Linked DNA regions of Sus scrofa: region 1 is linked to region 2. The links are chromatin contacts, called in public HiChIP or PLAC-seq maps. All regions are on one chromosome and are shown on one strand. Each heading gives the region's core, a stretch centred on a gene start, on an enhancer-like site or on the middle of the called end of the contact. The rest is flanking DNA. Distances are from core to core; before and after follow the strand shown. Region 1 has its middle 56 kb from the start of HLX. Region 2 overlaps LOC110255631 (a long non-coding RNA gene).

Region 1 (6,799 bases), core at 1-2,500, 220 kb after region 2:
CCCCGCCCCCCCTCCAACAAGGGCCCTGAGGAGTTTCTGGAGGTGGTGTAAGAACCACTGCTCCAACGCAGCCTGCATTTCTCACATGAGAAACCGAGCTCGGATGCACGTGTGGCTTGTTTGTGGTCCCAGAGGTACCCACCAGCACCTCTGGAACCAGTCCCTGGTTCTCTTCTGACTCACTCACAGTGATCTCTCCATGACACCTGGAATTCTCTAACTGGGTAACACACACTCCCAGTGGCCGGATTAAATGTCATCCAATGAGCTTACATGCTATAATAATTGAAACAGTCATCAGACCTCACCATGCTGCTTTATCCAGCTATGCAAGCCTTACTATTTTGTGACTGCCTTAGGCTTCTCTCCCTCTGCCCTAACTCCTGGCCCAGTGAGTAATAAGTCAGAGCAACCAGGGACCTCAGAATAAACAAGGTACATCCTGGAGCTGCAGCTTTATTTAGAAATTGGGTGTTGGTTCGGAATAAAACAAACCCAGGTATTGTAGACTGCAAATTTTGCTGTACAGCAGAAATGGGCACAGCATTGTAAATCAACTACGCTTTAATACAACAAAGTCAGCAAAAAGCGTCACCCAAAATAATACAAAAAACACAATTTAAATGAAAGAATGAGCCTTCTGATTTTATTGCCAAACTCCCCTGGACGTAACATATTCCTTCGCACCTGCTCTAATGGAGATTTCGCCTAAAGATTCTGCTAAACACAGCCCTACACCGTGCCTCCACCTTCAGCAAGAAGCCTGGATGGCCAGCTGTGTGTCTTTGGGCGAGTTGCTTAACCTTTCTGTGCCTCTATCACCTCATCTGTAAAATGGAGATGATAAGAGCACCCACGCCCTGGGACTATTGCTTAGAACAATGTCTGGCACATAGGAAACAGCTCAGTCTATAGCATATTGTTTTTAGCAGTAGGATAATTGAATGTAGAATTACTGTCTGCGTACAATTAGCGTATGAAATAAAACAAGCGAATGCACTGGGTAAACAGGAAAATGTCTTCCCTGCATAAAGCGTCAGTATTAGCAGAGTTGGCTCTGCAACTATGATGTAGTCATAGGTCATAAAATTAACATGCACGGAATATTTACTCTTTATAAAACCCTGACAGTTGTTCCCTTTAGGGACTTGAGGAGAGCTGCCCAAATCGAATCCCTGGAGAAGAAAACTGCCTCAGAAGAAAGATGACCCTTAGATAAACAACCATAAACAGATTTCAGTATCATCATCAGAGCAACAAATCACCCTTCAAAAACGCCAGCTGACAGCTCTGTGATCCAGTACTGATGGGAACGTAAACCCTGCTGGGGTGAAATAATTGAGGGAGATATGGCTGGATTAGATGTCATCTGAGGGGTTTATGTTCTAGAATTATTGAACCAGTCGCTGGATCTCCCGGTCCTGCTTTACACGGCGAGGCAATACTTAAGATTTTGTGGCTGCTCCAAGTTTCTCTCCCTCTGCCCTGACTTCTGGCCCTGGATTTGTTTAGATGAACTGGATTTCCTGGGTGTGACTTGCAATAAATTAGCCCTGGGAATGCCTGCCTCCCCGCCAGCTTCCCACTGGTTTCTGGCACATACTGCTTTATTCGAAGTGCTTAGAAGCACTTTTAATAGCCCCTCAGCCTCACCAAGAGAAAAGAACTAGTCATTGATCCGCTGGCCCCACTCACAGGGAAGAATTGACTTAACGACCAGACGGCTCGGTGTGCTGCGATGCAGTGTGAGGCGCTGGGAGATAATCTAGCAAAAGCAGGAGTCAGGGCAAAAGCAGAGCCCTGGGAAGGGCCGGAGCACCAGGCTGCCTCTCGCTGTGGCTTTTTGTGGCCCATCTCAGCCCGGCCACCCGCCCATCCCATCTATCGCTGCCTGGATTCATTCAGGAAATCCCACCTTCATATTTTCACTTGAACTATGAAAATCACGTGATTTTGCACTTGCTCTCGACCAGTCACTTGTGCCCTTTCCCCAGGTGCTTATGTGAGGAAGCCACGAATGAGAAAAAAAAAAGGAGACTGTAGGTTTTAATTCCATGAAATGAGAATGTACTGTCTCCACAGCATAGTGGGGAGCACAAAAGAAGGGGTGTGGTCATTCGCTCTTTTTTTGGCGGGGTCTTTTTAGGGCTGTGACCCACGGAAGTTCCCAGGCTAGGGGTCGAATCGGAGCTACGTCTGCTACCAATGCCACAGCCACAGCCACGTGGGATCCTTAACCCACTGAGCAAGGCTAGGGATCAAACCATTCGCACTTGAAAATGTGACAGCTTCTGGGTGTCTCAGATCTAAAGCTGGGAGGGAGCGGTAAGTTTTCTGTGCAGCAAGAATCTTCTTCGAAAGAACGTCCAAGTTCACCAAGTGTTCAGTGTTAACATTTGGCTTCTAAATCCGGGTGATTCATTCAGTAATTTGACAGCCATTGAGGATTTTTAAAAAATGTAAAAGTTCAAACGGAGCCTGCAGATGATCAAATCCAACATTCAGTTACAGATGAAGAAACAAAGGCCACAACAGTAGTTGTGATTCACCCAAGGTCATTTACAGGAAGGTGGCTGAGCCAACTGGAAGCCTCGAGAACTCTCCATTCCCTGGTCCACAGAATTTCCACATGCTCCTTGGAGTTCCCGTCGTGGCTCAGCGGGAATGAACCTGACTAGTATCCATGAGGATGTGGGTTCGATCCCTGGCCTCTCTCAGTGGGTTGAGAATCTGGAATTGCTGTGGCTAGCCTGAGAACTTCCATATGCCACAGGTGTGGCCCTAAAAAGGAAAAAGAGAGTGAGAGGGAGGGGGTTAAATAAAATTTTAGGCATTCCTATTTCTGAAGATGTTTCTGGGGAATCTTCAAAGTAAAAAAAGCAAACTCAAGAAGAAAATCAAACCCGAGCTCTTAGGCAAGTTGGTTTCCCTTAAGCCCAAGTCGTCTATTAAAAACTTTTAAAAATAAAGTTTTCCCCCCAGGGTATAAAAGAGAACTCTTAGATGGGGTTCGTGGGACAGAGATATGGAGAAGGGGCAGTGGAAAATGAACATTGCTGGCCTGCCTTGTGTGAGAGGAGACTGTAGCTTTAGTTTTGCCCATTAAAATCATGTGAGCGTACAAATTTTTGGCAGAAAATGAAATGATGCAAACAGATGTAGAGAGCAGTGTCTGAATACCCAAAGAGATTTGTCTTAAAATATAATGATATAAAATAGAAAAAAAAAAAAAACTTTGTTTCTGAGCATCTGTTTTTATCTTACGAGAAATCATCAGAGGCAAGAGGGTAAGACTGTTCTGGAACTTCGTAAATACCCAAATCAAGGTATGAGGGGAGGGTTCTGGGGCTCAGGGTTCAATATCAGACCAAGAGGAATGACAACAACTCGGGAGGCAGTGTTGCCATGGCAACAGGTGCCAAGACCCAGCTGGCTGCAGGATTTTCGGGATCATCCGCTTCCGAGGCCCTGGTGTACCTCAGCCCCAGGCAGACCTGTTCAAGGTCATTGCCTGGCACCTGGTGATTCTGTCACCGAATTTGATTTCCTTGGGGCGTATCTGTTAGCACCTTCTACAGCTTCCAAAAGTCAGACAATACAGGGAGAGAAAGGCCCTTGGGGCCAAGAACCAGAATTGAATTTCCTATAAAAATAGCAGCACTACCGAAGCCTCTATTCCCTATGGCTCTTCCGTGCAAACCATACCCAGAGCACATCCCCAGGGTGTAGGAGAAGCAACTTGGGGATTGATCATGGGCTCTGTGAACTGCAGACTGTGCAAATATTTGCTTGCAGAATAGGAGGTGAGACGCTACCTCAGTTATGATTCCTAAAACTAAATTCTTTCTGTTTTGCGCATCAAAACACTGATAAAGTTCTGGAAGGATGCACCCGTCGGATAGCAGTGGCTACTTTTCAGTATGCGTGCTCTGAGGTATCTGAGGAGGTAGAAAAGGCTTTCTGGATCTAGTGGGAGTAATTTTGAATTATAAATAGGAACCACCTAAGCAAACAAGAGAAAGACGCTATTTCAGACAAAAGGTCTGACCGGTACCAAGCTGTAGGAACATGAAAGAGGTTAGTATTCTAGGATAGTAATTACCAGTAATTCAGTATGGTCAGAATATAGGATACATGGGAAAAACTTATCAGAAATGAGATTGGAAAAGGGGGCAGGTATTTAATCATTAACGGCTTGGTGTCTAATTCCAAATAATTTTAATTTTTTTTCTAAAGGCTATAAAGAGCCCCTATCTCATTACAAATAATAGAAGGATCATCCAAGAGTGATTCAAATAATAAGGCTATCTATTGTCTCATGTATTAGTCAGCTCTGAAGCAATAACAAATATCCCCAAGAGCTCAGTGTCTTACAACAGTATTCACTGCTCACACTACATGTCAGCTGTTGGCCCCTCTTCCGTGCGAGATGCCTTCCTATTCCGGGATCCCGGCTGAAGAAGCATTCCTCTCCATTCCTATGACATACCCGCCATTCTTATGCCAGAGGGAAAAGGAAAATGGTGGACCCACGCAATGACACAAAGTTTCTGCTTGAATATGGCGTCACCTCCATTCACATTTCATTGAGCAATTCAAGAAAAGCTAAGCTTTATATCAATGTTGCAAATAATTCTACTCCTTCCCAGGGGGGCACCTCAACTCACAGGGCAGTGGGTGGGATGGTACGAACCTCCCATAGGGAGAAGAGTAGCAAATCACTGGGAACATAATGCAATTTTTCATAACTCACATAACAAGGAATATAGAGGTAGGTGGCGCCAAGTTTGGGATAGCCATTCAGTGACGTCATTATGGACAGTCTCTTCCCATCTTTCTGCTCTACTCTTCATCACGGTGACTTTTGTTCTCACTCTTATCCCCTCATGTCACAAGATGGCTGCTACAGCTCTAACCTTCACATCACCTCCTACCTCTGAGGCAACCCCCTCCCCTTCCTTCTCCTTCTCTAGTCCTCCCTTTTTATCCGTATGAATCCCTGAAGTCTGCAGCTGACTTTGTCTGTGATTGCATTGGCCAGAACTGGGTCAAGACCCTACTCCTAAGTCAATCTCTGACACAGACCAGCAGAATAAACACGTTTGGTTTAGAGCAGCTGGATGTGAAGCAGAGACCTATTTCCTTGAGGACAGCTCTGCCCCATTCCTGAACACAATTAAGGTGCTTTTATCAAAGGAAAGTAGGGACTTGGCTTTTAGATAGGCTCACACTACATCTGATGAAGAGGTTTTTAAACAGTAGAGTGATGGGCTTATATTTACACTTTATGAAGGTCATCTTGGCTAAAGACTGAAAGGTGGTTTTGATGGGGATGAGACTGAAGACGGTGAGACCACTTCAAAGACTAAGGAAGCTCAAACAGAAGGACCGAGCAAGTACAGTTGGCCTTACTTGTTAGAAGACTAGCGACTCAGAGACACAGAGGAAAACATGACGAGGGCAACAAGATTACCTCCAGTCTCTACTTGGTTAAGGAGCTGAGGTTTCCAGTCCTCCACCTCTAAGCCCAAGGCTCTCAGGTCCTCAGGGGTCTACCATCACTTTGGCCATGGACCTCAACTTGCCAACGTGGGGACCCACAGAGGCTCCTTCATCCAGGGGAATTCCCTAAGTCTGGGAAAACCAAGATTGTGATGCTAAGTGAAAGGTCATTAGTCATGATTCGTGACTAAGTATGAATCATGAAATACAGGATTTCGGCTGTCTTTCTATCATACTTCGTGGCAGATGCCCAAATCAATTGAGCATTGTCCTTTCACCAAGAGATCTTCCTGAAGCTATGCTCTTCTAAAGCTTTGGGATTTCCCCCGTGGTCTTGAGGATGCCCTCACAAAGACCTTGAGGAAAAGTAAATCTCTTACGAGGGCTCATCTGTTTTCGGTTTTTATTAGCAACCAAAACACAGGCTTTTCTAGTGATTAAAGTAGACATCCACGTGAACCGCAATGTTGAGTCAAAAATGAGATGAGACAACCAAGCCAGAAAATCTCTGCTCTGACTCTAATACAACAGAAACAGAAAAGCAGAAAGAGGCTAGTGAGATTGATCTTCGTCGTGGTTTATCCATCAGTTCAGAAGACACGTTTCCTTGAGGAAACGTATCCCCCGTAAGTTTAAGCATCAGCAGGATGGGTTGATTTACACGCACTGTGAAATGATTAACACCATAGGTTAGCTGACATCTGTCTTTCCATACAGATGCAACAAAAACAAAAGAAAACAATTTTCTACTTATAATAAGAACTGCTAGGATTTATCCTCTTAATGACTTTCCGACATACCCCACAGCAGTGTTGGCCACAGTCGCTCTCCTCCTTATCTTACTGGAAGTCTGACCACCTTTGATTAGCTTCCTCCAGCCCCCTCTCCCCCAACCCTCCACCCTTGTAACAGGTCTGATCTCTTTTTCCTATGAGTTTGGTGGTTAGGGGGGTTGTTCGTTTTTCTTTTTAGGGCCGCACCTGTGGCATATGGAAGTTCCCAGGCTAGGGGTCTGATCGAAGCTGCAGCTGCCAGCCTACACCACAGCTCACAGCAACAGTCATTTCTTGAAACAGAAAATGCTTTTCACTAATCTTTTATTACTATAGTTTATTTACAATGTTCTGTCAATTTCTGCTATACAGCAAAGTGACACAGTTATACATACATACATATATATACACACACACACAAACCCATTTCTTTTCTTATATTATCTTCTATCATGTTCCATCTCAAGTGATTGGATATAGTTCCCTGCGCTGTACAGCAGGACCTCCTTGCTTATCCATTCTAA
Region 2 (6,685 bases), core at 506-3,005:
ATCATCACTATCAAATTAAGAGACGAAAGAGAAATAGCGCCTTCATTCTGATGCATTGGTCATGCTACGTTGGTTATGGTTACACTTCAGTCATTTGGTGAATGCAACAACTTGACATATGAACTGCCTTTGAGGGAAGCTGGGTTTAGAAGCCTCAAGACTTCATCTCAGAACAATTTATCACAGAATACACAGTATAAATGTAACCAACCCTACTTCAGGTGTGCACACAGGTGTGTTTATGCAAAGGACAAAAAGCTTAATTAAATGCATTCTCTCTGTGAGGTTGAAGGTGTTTTCACTGTATTACAGCCAAAGGCTCTTTTATCATTATTTTATTATGATAAAAGCTTATCAACCACAATTCGGTAACTGTGGATCTTGACTGTGTCTTCCTGGATTCGTGGGGATTGTAAAAAAAAAAAAAAGCAAATGGAATTTATGGGAAAAGAAACAATTTGAAGACCTTACCTATCAGAATTTGATTTCCTAATCCATTAAGGACATTTACTCTCTCTGCTTTGATTTCCTACTGGAGAGTGTCACTTAAAATTCATCTTCTGATTCTCTAGAATATTTTAGGACAAGGCTAACACAAGCATAATACACTTTCCTATGGCTACAAAGATAGCACACATCCAGAAAGTGATATATAATTTGTCCGGGGCTCACTGTGTTATCTTTAGGAAACTTAATTGCATAAGATCATTAAGGTACAGTCTGGTCACCTGCCCTAACTCCCTACCATCCCTCTAGCCCACACATTCTCTTTCTCCATAAGCAGGAGACTGGCTACCTCGACTCCACTAAGTGCAACGTGATGACAACCCCGAGAGGGTTTTCGTTCTCTAGTGTTTGGAATCCGTAAAGTTGTGTGAAACTGCACAGTTATGAAAATTGTTGGGAATATAAAAGTGCTTGGCTCCTTTCCCCTGATCCAGAAGGTACTGTGTGTTCTTTGGATCCCAGACAACTTTTTGGGCAGTTCCAGATAAGGTTTCCAATAACTTCACTCTGTGTCCCCGTTTTTCTTGCCCTCATTCCAGAAGAAGTTGGAGAGCTGCCTCCCAAATAATTTTATTGTGAGGAAAGTTATTATGAAAATGTACTCCACTGATTTTCACTGACCTCCAAAACACACTCCCTAATTAAGTGCAAATGGGAAACTGACTTGGTGCAGGTTGTCTCTGATTTTGGACTTGGGAGAAGTATTAAAGTTTATGAACTCGATATGCAAGCTCCATCTGCCAAACGAGGAATTTCTTATTTCATTTGGTAACTGCACTGAGATTATATAATGCTCCTCGGAAAGCTCTAACTGCTGAAGATGTGTAAACCATCTGTCTGTGTTGAAAGGTCAAAAAATACACTGCCCCCACACTGTGTCTCTGGGCATAACTAATTATTTATCCAGAGAAATTTCATCATAGTTTTGTGTGCTTTTTTTTAACATTGAATTTCTACATAACCATAAAATTTTACAGCACTAAAGAGGCAATGATTATATTCATGCTCTCACATCCTTTTATAGGAGGCTAGGGTTATTCAGATTTAATATTGAAAGAAATCTGAATACCTGGCAGAGGTGAAAGGGAGCAGCAGGCAGGAAGGTAAATGGACTTCTAGCTCCCCCACCGCGTCGTTCCCATCCCTGCCAGCAGGGGGCAGGCGCGGCAGAGGGAGCGGAGCTCGCCTTCTTCCGTGAACGGGAAGATACACAAACAAGGAGAGAGGGCGAAAGCTGCCTGAGGTTTCTCTACCCGCCAGTGGCCTCCTACTGGCAGGGCTAAGCGTCAGGTGTAGTTCTGAATTCCAGTTCCATCACGTACCAGCTTAAGTTCTAACAAATATTTATGATAATAATAGTAACTAACATTTTGAGACCCTGTTCTGAGCCAGGCACTGCATTAAAGCACTCTACGTGCATTATTTTATCCCATCCTTCAGGAAAGTACGTTGAGTAGGTTTTGTTACTCATTCGTGTTTGAAAAATGAGAAAACTGAGGCTTAAGAGATGAAATAACTTGCTCACAATTACTTTAAGTACGAATAAGAACTGGAATAGTCATCTTGCACCTGGGCATCCAGTCTCAACTTTATTCATTTAGCTTTTGTGTGCTTCCCCCCACCTCCCGTTTTCTTAATCCTTTAACCTGACAAAACAGATGCAAGTCATTTTAGTTGTGGTGCTACTGCCCAAAGTGTGAAACGTGGAGTAGACAGTTATTGGGTGAATGTGTCTGTGTTGCCAGGGTAATTCAAGAAAAGGACCGTTTCCCCCCAGATGAGCAAACTGCCTGAAGATGGTGACATTTCTGAGTAGGGTTTTAAATTAGCTACTACGCAGTTCCCCTTTCTTTCCATGGTGTAGCCATACCGTGGACATATACCATCTGTTGCTCTGACCCCGTGTGGTTGTTTTAGCAAATACGGGGTATATTCTCAGCCTCCGCTTTATAATCAGACCAAAAAAGGGGTGCCCCCCCCACCTGCCCCTCCCTCTCCGAGCCTCAGAACCCTCGTCTGTCAAGTGAAAGTACCGGTCACCCAGGACTCATTCACTCGTTGAGGGGTAAACAAGCGAGTGCAGGTGAAATAGCTGGCCTGGCTGGGCCACCCGGGGGAAGTACTCTGCAGCTCTTCTTATTCTGACACAACGTCAAACTTGGAAGACAAGCCGTGAAGGCCAACAGAGGTCCAGATGCTTTGGTTCTGGGTGCCGAAAGTCCAGGTGTTTGGGAAACCTCGGCTAAGTCATTGTTGTTGGGGTGCACTGATGTCGTTGGCACCACAGGACCCCGGACGCGTTCGAGGGCAAATGAGGATTAATGTTCTCCTCATTCCTGCAGTCGCCCTTGGTGAAGAACTAAACATACAATGGCATAAAGGCTTCCCTTTTCCATGGCTGCCGAAAACATGACCGACAGTCAAAAAGCAACTTTTTTTTTTTTAGGCTTTTAAAGAATTAAATGGGAAAAGAAAGCATTTCTTTATTTCTTACACTTTCTCTGCAGCTTTCAAACATGTCACAACAATCTAAATGCAACCCAATGCTACTTTGTTCAGGCTCATCTTAAACGGGCCTATATTTGAAAATAAAGATCCAACGTTTACCCACCTCCCTTAGTCAGGGTTTTGGTTGTTGTTGTTATTGTTTGTACATGTACAGATGATTTTAAATAGCTGGCTCCTCAAAATTAAATATTTTTATGAACTATAAATTCCTTTCAGTAGAAAAATCCTTCTCAAAACTCTGTCCATGTCATAAAATATGACCTATAAAATCAGAACTTATGCATTAAATGCATTAGAGGGTAATTGTATGATAGAAGAACTGGCCAAAGGGACTAACTATATAAATATTTTTTCCTTATTACAAAAATATGACCGTATTTCCCACATAAGTTTTCTCAAACATTTCTGTTTTGTTGGTCTTATTTTTTTCTCACTCTTATTTATTCTACATAGTTTAATAATTTTCAGAACACACATTAACGTCACTATTTTTTTTTCATGCTCAAATTAGACAAAAGTATTCCCTCCATATATCAGAGTATGAGAAAAATAAAATGTAGACTTTTCCTAAAATCTATCTCAAACCCTAGATGCTTTAGTTAGTCAAAGGGAGGTAGGTGGATAGCTTTGAAAGTAGAATTTTAAAATACTGTTTTCTACAAAAATTATAAACTACCTGGTTCCTATGAGGTCTGTCTTTCTAAAGTTAGAATCTACTGACTTTAGAGAATCCTCTAAAAAGGATATTCTACAAACAGCAGACCCACCACTGCACTGACCCCAGAGTCAGGCAATGAGCCAGACAGCATTCTAGAAAGAAAAGGTGGCTCTGTGGATCCCAGATAATCAGTCCTCAGTAGGTTGACATAACTTGGGGACAAAAGTGATGATAACCTTCAAAATCACTTTATTATTGATCTGTTTGATCAAGATTGGAGGAGATCCAGTTTATCTCCTACAGTTGTAGGTCCACCTGGAGGAAGAACCAATGGGGCAAGTTGGCAAGTTAAGTACAGTCTTACCATAGAGAATGAGGAAATGCCTTTAATTCTCTCTACCCTTGGCTCAGAATACTCTGCGGGAAGATCTGTGAACTTGATGAGCCCATTAGTCTGCTAGTGGCTAGCACCTAGCTCATAATAGGTGTTCAATAAAAAGTCTGATGAATTGTCAGATTCAGGCCAACCCTGTCATTCTTTCCTCTTGTTGGCAAATCGTCTACTGAATCATAGCGCTGTCTCCAGGCTGCCCACTGAAGGTTGCCAGCTCCCCGCCATGTCTCCATTGCACTGATCCTTTGGAAAAGACTGGCAAAGATGGCAGTGGGGATGGGGAGTGGACCTGGATCCCAGGGACGGCTGCCGGCTCGCGGGGGAGGTGACTGCCACAGCATCCTCTCTCTGGCTCTTGTCTAGTGGCTTCATCCCATGAGGACTCGACCCTCATGCTCTCAAGGGATTCTAGCTGTTGTGGCTCAGCGGTAATGAACCCAACAAGTATCCATGAGGACTCAATCCCTGGCCTCGCTCAGTGGGTGAAGGATCTGGCTTTGCCGTGAGCTCTGGGGTAAGTCACAGTTGCAAATTCTTGGAAATGATGCTTGGCTTTGAAACACCATTCCCTGAGACTTTGAGCTAAATCTAGCTTTATCCTCAGAGTCAGCTTCTCAATGAATTTGGTCATCCCCAAGAGCCAGAATTGGTGTTTTGCAGCAAACCATAAAACCCATCTTCCATAACTGAATTGTCACCTTTCCTGGCGAACTGCAAACAGATACCGTCCTCCCTTTGCTGGTCCCTTGTCACCATATTAGGCCAGCGTGTCCATAACCCTCCTTCCGGGTCAAAGTGTCATGTGATCTCGGCTCTTGCTCCTATCTGGTAGGACTGGGGGGTGATTAAAATGCTGCTGAATAATGTGAAGGGAGAGAAGTGAGAGTTCTGCTTGTTCCCTCTGGAAATCTCCCCACGGGCAGAGGGGGGATGGGATAGGAGGGGAGCAGGGGACTGGGTTGCAGGCAAGAAACAAAACTATACAATGTGGAGTCAAACAAGCTTGTTCTCAGGGTTCCATCCTCTGGGCAGACGTGCCAGCTTCAGCCACAGCCCCTGGTCCATTTTCCCAACCCACAGGTTTTTTCATCACTCATTTGGTGGCAGTACTTAACCTGATCTGAACTCAAGTTTGGTAGTGAAACCTGATCCCAACTGACATTAGGCTATTTATAGTCTTTATTTGTGGGGCCTAGTAAGAATATTGATTTCACCACAGAAACATCCATCTATTTATTACAGTTGTTGAATTAAACCTCACTGAGGGTTCCAGTGCAATAGATCATGCATGCACCACAGAGCTTTCCTACACCCCCAAATTCTAGATTCTGAAATGCATCTGGCCCCAAAATTTTGTGTAAGAGTCCGTGAGTCTCTGCTGCCCCAGCTCCCCTGGAGAGGTGCAAGCAGACTAATCCTGACTCTTCCCACTTCAAAGCATCTTCCAGGCTGTGATCTCATAAATGCTAGGATGCAGTATGAAGGGGCAGGAGAGAGGGATGTGACCTGGAAGAGAGCATATGGCCCCGAACTAGTACTCACCACTGGCCTTGTTCTTTCCTTGCAGCCAAGTCAACTGGGAAAACCAGGTTTAAATCAGAGCACATCTGCCAGCTTTCTTTAGACAACCAGGATCCACAACAATCCCATGAGCATCATCTTATTTTTTAATTTATCAGTGGAATAAATCAAAGTTCAGAAAACGTTTTGGGGATCAGAAGTTAAGGCTCTTGATCCCTTGATTCTTATAATAAAATTATAATAATTTAGTATGTACCACCAAACGCTGTTCTAAGTATTGTCTGTATATTATTTAATGCATTTAAATCTCCTAACGATCATACGAAGTAGACCGTACAGACTGAGGAAACTTAAGAAAGGGTTAAATGAATATGCTCAGAGTTACCCAGAAGTAAATTTGAACCCAGGCAGTCTCACGTACTTACTCCCTTTACCATGCTGCCTCTGGGTGTAGCTGCTTTCTTGTTTTCTTAGCAAAGCATATGGGTGACCTCTACAGCGATGGGCTGTAAATGTTTAATAAAGATCTCTCTGAAAGTTGAAATGGGTGTACATGAATATACATGGAATTTCTTCATCAATATTTGGTAAACTTTTTCACCCAGAGCCTATCCTAATCTTTTCAACATTTGAAATCTTATTATTTAAAATAAGATTCTTCTGAGATGGCAGAGGTTTCCTACTAATTCTCTCTACTCAGTTGCCTGAGCTACTTATATCTATGTCTGATACTTAAAAATACATAAATAGACTGACAAAACAATAAACTGTTTAAATCTGCTCATGGCCAGCAGGGGGTGGCCCTCTGTTAAAGAGGGTGACTTGGAAAATAATCTGAACAAAGCGTGTTTCTTGTAATAACTTTTTGAAAAGCCTGAATCCTCGGTGAGACTGCTCTGCCACCCACTCAGAGCTGTAAGATGTCACTACAGTCAACTTCCTTCCTAATTCGGGGTCCCCTGACTCACCCCTGACTTTGTCACCTCGTAAATGTGTCACTTCCAGCACCACCTTCCATCTTAAGAGAATGTCTGCCCGCCCCAAAAAATGTGGACCTATCTGCGAACCACTGAACCTGAGCCAAGATGAAGGAGCTC

What was found. HiChIP or PLAC-seq counts read pairs in DNA pulled down with a chosen protein or histone mark.
Region 1: an H3K27ac HiChIP or PLAC-seq map of skeletal muscle shows a contact between it and region 2, with 6 times the contacts expected there. The contact joins two enhancer-like sites. A contact is called at or near these places in 2 of 47 Hi-C or Micro-C datasets (embryonic fibroblasts and epiblast stem cells) and 1 of 2 datasets of contacts at active chromatin or transcription factors (skeletal muscle).

The regions. Positions count from the first base shown.
Region 1 is chr10:10,316,487-10,323,285 of Sscrofa11.1, reverse strand. No RefSeq gene overlaps it. Among named protein-coding and RNA genes, the nearest start is that of HLX, 56 kb to the right of the region's middle. Within about 2 kb of position 1,250, at least 11 of the 83 cell types and tissues checked have an H3K27ac peak or open chromatin away from gene starts, as enhancers often do. A contact at or near this core is called in skeletal muscle, where this site is marked.
Region 2 is chr10:10,540,466-10,547,150 of Sscrofa11.1, reverse strand. All of the region lies in intron 2 of LOC110255631 (a long non-coding RNA gene), which reads right to left. Among named protein-coding and RNA genes, the nearest start is that of HLX, 280 kb to the right of the region's middle. Within about 2 kb of position 1,755, at least 13 of the 83 cell types and tissues checked have an H3K27ac peak or open chromatin away from gene starts, as enhancers often do. A contact at or near this core is called in skeletal muscle, where this site is marked.